Linked DNA regions of Oryctolagus cuniculus: region 1 is linked to region 2. The links are chromatin contacts, called in public Hi-C maps. All regions are on one chromosome and are shown on one strand. Each heading gives the region's core, a stretch centred on a gene start, on an enhancer-like site or on the middle of the called end of the contact. The rest is flanking DNA. Distances are from core to core; before and after follow the strand shown.

Region 1 (2,700 bases), core at 12-2,511, 90 kb before region 2:
TCCACAAGTGGAATCCTACTCAGTAACTAAAAAAGATACACTGATGGAAAATCATGGACAGATCTCAGCAACATTAGACTACGGGAGCGAAACTAGAGAGAAAGGAACTTAAATTGTAGGATTCCGTGTATAGGAAACTAAAGGCAAAACTAATGAGTAGTGACCCAGTAATGGCTAAAAGGCTCATAGGAATTTTGGCAGAGGGGGTTATGATGTTGGGTACAAGGGTGAATACATTTGTTAAAACGTACAGAATTGTACACTTAGCTTCACAACCACGTAAAGAAAGGAACTTCATCCCCGAGAGCCCATTAGCTGCAGATTAGAATGCTGCTGCCCTCGGGGACTTCATTTTGGTTACTTTTGTTTCTCACCGTCTTGGACGGCAGATGCTAAAAAGTTTGGAAAGGGATTTCCAGAGAATTTGGGGGCGCCCTCTTCCATGGAAGAAGGAGGTGAAGTCGCAGGCCCCAGGATCAGAAACATTGAGCAGTTGTGATTTCTGGAAGGGAGAGAAGTGGGCATCCGGGAACTCACCACTCAGCAGGCTCCCCGGGTGGTAGCCATGGTCCAGCAACTCTGAAATGCTGGCCGGGTTCTTACTGCTCAAACTGCCGGTTGCAACCATAGTCAACGGCTCTGTTTCCCTCGCGGGGAGGAACGGCCTTTCCGAGGTGCTGGGAGAAAAGGAGGTGAGGACAGATTTACAAAAGCAGGCCAGACGTGCAGAGCTCCTAAAACGCCCCGCGTCCAGCACCCCTTCTCCAAAGGAGGGGCAGCCGGCTGCTGCAACTCCTTTCCAAAGCTCTGGGAGCGGGGACGCCAGCTACTGTCAGACCCTGCAACTTACTCCAAAGTTAGCAAAACTCGGAGGTGACTTGCCCCGCGGGTATCCTCCCTCCCCCCGCTCTCCCCCTCCCCCGCCACCTCCCAAGGCCAAGGCGGCGCTCACCTGCCGGGGGTTCGCGGGGGCCGACGCGCTCTCCGGCAGGGCTGTGAGGTCCACAGACGCAGCAGGCACGCCCCGAAGAGCCCCCGCTCCGCTGCAGTCCCTGAGCACCCGGGCCGCGAGCAGCCTCCGCTCGCCCCGCGCCCACCCCGCGCAGGCTCCACGAAGCAGCGCCGCCAGTGGGGCAGGCAGTGCTTTATAGGTCCCGCTGCCTGCCCAGGGCTCCGGCCCGCCCACCTGCACCGCCCTCCCGGCCTGCGCCCCGCCCAGCCACCCCGGGTCGGGTCGCATTTCAACCTGGCCACTTCCAGAGGCCCGGGGCAAGCGGCGGGGCGTGGAAGATAAGCCTGGGTCTTGGGCCCGCACCTGCTGTTTCCTGGGCAGACCGCGGGGCACGGTGACCGCCACCCCTGGGCCACTAAGCTGGACCCTTTGATAAGACCCCTTCCGCCAGTGTGCGGCTCTCAGCTGCCCCGGCCCTGGCTAAGATACGTGCTCTTTGCAATTGCATGGTTTGTGTGTGTGTGTGTGTGTGTATGTGTGTGTGTGTGTGATGTTACGATGACCTGAAGCTTTGCAGTGTCACCTCCAACCCTTGGTTTAAACCCACATTCAGCGCGCACCTTCGCGCACTCAGTTTTGGCCTCCAACCCGGTCGCCCCCCCCCCAAGGGTTACGGTGTCCCCTCCCGCACGCGCCCAGAGCTCGCCCTCTTTTTCCACTTAGAGGGCTCTCCAGGGCTTTGGGAAGAGGTCCTGATCCCCGCGTGCACGCGCGGCCTCCCCGGCACCCTGCGTGCCGTTACATCTGTGACGAATGCGTTTTCTCCGCGGGAAACTTGAGTCTGGCCTTCTTCTCCTTGGGCCCGGCCCCAGAGCGCAGGGAGTTTGCCAAGAAGCTCAACAAAACCGTTAGTGGGATCTGAGCCGCGTCCTGCACCCGCCAGGTCCTCGGGAGCAACTGCATCCCTGGAGGCTGAAGTTCCTGGCGGAGCCTGCTGGAAGCAGCTTGGGCTTTGGCGATCTGAAAGGGGCTTGGGGGGAAAGAAAAGGGTTTTGTGCTCTATGCGGGATAACCCCTGGGCGGCTTCACGCACCGAGCTGAACCGGAGCCCACAGAGGGCCAGAGCAGCCCTGGAAAGAGACAATCTACTGGAACTAAGAAGCCAGCTACTTCTTTTTTTCTTCCAAAGCTACAAAGCTTTCTTTTTCTTGTGCTTTGGTTTGCCGGCAGGAGGGGACCTGTAGCAGCGTGCATTCCCCTAGACCGTGGGGGTGCGGCCGAGCAGGGAACCGCGGGCCTGCCAGGAGGGAGGGGGTGCTTCTGGGGCCCGTCGGGATTGCCAGGAGCAGGAGCTGCAGGTTAGGGCCTTGAAAAGCAGGCCCAGCTGTCCAGGCTCAAAACTCTTAGTGAGAAAAACAACAACAGAAGGGGTAAGGAGAGTGTGATAAACAGATCAGTGGGAGGACGTTCGCGGGCAGAGCGACAGAAACACACACCAGCTTGACAGTCCATTTTTAACCGACTTGGGCAGCTGCACCGCCCGAAGGTCAGGCCGGCTTGGGAAGCAGAGGCTGATGGGCCAATCTTTGAAAGCAGTTTCCACTTCCATCTCCAGAACAGAAAAGTGGAAAATAAACTAAGCCCATGTGAGCCCATGAAAAAGTGGTTTCGGTGGCCAGTGTGTTCAGGGCCAGTGGATTGGACCCCGGCCAGGTGTGGGGCCCCAAGTGCCTGGCAGAATGTCCCTG
Region 2 (2,700 bases), core at 34-2,533:
TCTGGTTGTCAGTCCCATAGTGGAGAGCATGGCACGGCTGGTGTCTGCGATTCGCAGTCCCATTTGGACACACTTCAAAGAGACTCTCCAGGCAGAATGGCTGAAAGCTGCGGCAGCACCAGGATATACAGATTCCAGTTGCTGAGGCCTGGGCCTGGTTCTGAGGAGGCTCCTAATTGCTGTCCTTTTAATCTTCTTTGCAGACTATGGAATGGAGGCCATGTCACAGCAGGACATATACGTTCTCAATAACAACAGCCAATTTTGTAATGATTTGACTTTTCTTTAAAAAAATGCCTTCCGTTTAATGACACCAAAGTTTAACACAAATGCAGGAATTTAAACTGGAATACAGGAATGCAGGACCGACCCTGTCAATGGAAAAGCGAATGTGTAATCTAAGAACTGATGGCAAAATAGGTAGAGGTGAGTCTCCGTTCACAAGCTAAGGTGTGCAAGGAAGTAGCTTCACATTGTACTCTAACAGCCGATTTTTTTCTCTAGACCCACATGCCACGAAGACGGTGCTGTTTAATCTCAGTTGCTCAATGTCCTAACAGTTCCTGAAAGTTGTCTACAAATCCTCAGTAGGAAATTTGGGGTATCTGTTATCCTTTTGGACTTGATCATTTGCCTAAATGACTGGCCATCTCAATGTTCTTTGTGCCCAAGCCCGGACCTGTGGGCTCCAAGAGCTTTGTTTGTAGAGTCTGGAAGCATATGCATCATCAGGCCAACTCGCACAGGGCGTGCGGCACTCACCGTGAGTGCCTGGAGCAGACATTGAGTTAATCTCCCCCTCTCCCACCCTCCCCATGAATCTAGGATTGAGAGTAGAGCACCAAGTATTGAAAATAAAGCAGAATGAAAATGAAAAAGGAACACATTCCTATTATTCCTATTATAACAACTTGAATGATCACATGAAAGAAACCTATGACAACATAAATAGTTAGCACCTGAAACATATGACGGATTGTGTGACCTTAAGAGAACGGATCAGGGACATGCAGGGGAGATTAACAGACAGGGGACTGGAAGGCAATTTGAGTGAGAGGAGATTTAGACTGTGCCTTGAACAAAGTATACAATTTCTGCAGGCAGATAAGAGGTGATTGCAAGGGCAGTGGGCATTCCAAGAAAACCTAGTGGTTTATCCTGGCTCTAGGTCTCCAGTTTAGAGAACTTCCGAGAAGCACAGGCAGCCCGAGGGTCAGCTTACCAACTGGAATATAACACATTCGGTTTGAGTTTCTTTGAGGTTAGAATGTCTCAGGGCCAGCTTAGGTGTACCTCAAACAGAGCCAGCATGCTAGATTAATTTCAGAGCTCTCCTGATCTCCTGGAAGTGCTCCTGACCGCAAGGCCAGCCTCTGAGTCAGAGCAGATGAGGAGATCAGGAAGCAATCCCAACAAACCTCCCACCCGCTCCAGATGGAGTTAATCATTGCTCTGCTCCCAGCAACCTCTGTAACTCTTGATTGCCTCCCAGATGCAATCGCTGCATGGCTCACTCGGGTTACAGGGCCACCTTCCCTCTGTGCTCTGGACCCTTGGGAACAGCGTTCAGTGCTATTCAATGCGCCCAGGTGTTTCCAGGCTAGAAGGTAGCCTGGGTGGGTAGGTTGGATATACTACTTGAGTGGAAATAACGAGACACTACTACCAACACCAGCTCCCTGCAAGTCTTTATCTAGACGAGGCATTTTTTTAAAAAAAATTATTTATTTATTTGACAGAGTTACAGAGAGAGAGAGAGAGAGAGAGATCTTCCTTTTGCTGGTTCACTCCCCCCAATGGCTGCAAGGGCTAGGGCTGGGCCAGGCCAAAGCCAGGAGCTCCTTCCAGATCTCCCACATGAGTGGCAGGGGCCCAAACACTTGGGCCATATTCCACTGCTTCTTCCTAGGCTCTTAGCAGGGAGCTGAATTGGAAGTGGAGCAGCCTGGCTATGAACCAGTGCCCACATGGGATGCCAGCATTGCAATCAGTGGCTTTACCCACTATGCTACAACACCAGCCCACAGGCTAGGCAATTTATACACATTGCATGGATCTCATTAAACCCACTCATTTGATATTGTATTACCATTTTCCAAGTGGTAGAGTGGAGGCTTTGTAAGTCAATGATTACTACTTTTAGCAAATACTTTGCCCAGTCTTACAGGCTTTGATTTAACCCTCTGCTTAGAAAGAGGAGGGAGTCTTGACAAATGAGGTTGATGGAACTCACAAGCTCTCTAATGACATATATCTCACCCACCACTCGCCATGGATTCAAATATGCCCTTTTAGAGAATTTCCCTGTTGGTTAAAGCATTGTCTTTAGGAGGCTCCTTGTAAGTTTCATTTGTTTCCTGATATGGATTATTTGAAAACAGAGTTTACCCAATGTGGCTTATTTGTCTTTTTAATAGCTACAATAAACAATTAATGCTTTCCTGAGTGTTTTACATTTATTATTCTATTATCCTTCACAATAGCTTATTGAGATAGAGATCATTTATGTTCCTGTTTTCTAGAAGAGGAATTGAGGCAAATGGAGATGAAGTAACTTTACAAAGATGACACTGTTAGTAAGTGACAAAGCAAGTATTTCAACCCAATAGTCACTCAGTGCCATCAAATGTTTTGTAAGGGTCAGTTCTGTCCCTGGATCTGGTATATGCTGGGATGGAGCAGTTGAGGTTCTGTCTTCCT

Evidence for each region. A called contact is a pair of places that touch in the nucleus more often than the background predicts.
Region 1: a Hi-C map of psoas muscle shows a contact between it and region 2, with 3 times the contacts expected there. The contact joins the promoter of DDIT4L here to the enhancer-like site in region 2. A contact is called at or near these places in 2 of 6 Hi-C or Micro-C datasets (psoas muscle and skin fibroblasts).

The regions. Positions count from the first base shown.
Region 1 is chr8:65,138,303-65,141,002 of mOryCun1.1, reverse strand. It overlaps DDIT4L (DNA damage inducible transcript 4 like), which reads right to left and starts at 1,261. Exons shown (of 3, transcript XM_002716952.5): 1 at 953-1,261; 2 at 538-677. The coding sequence starts at 628.
Region 2 is chr8:65,048,619-65,051,318 of mOryCun1.1, reverse strand. No RefSeq gene overlaps it. Among named protein-coding and RNA genes, the nearest start is that of DDIT4L, 90 kb to the left of the region's middle. Within about 2 kb of position 1,283, at least 2 of the 8 cell types and tissues checked have an H3K27ac peak or open chromatin away from gene starts, as enhancers often do.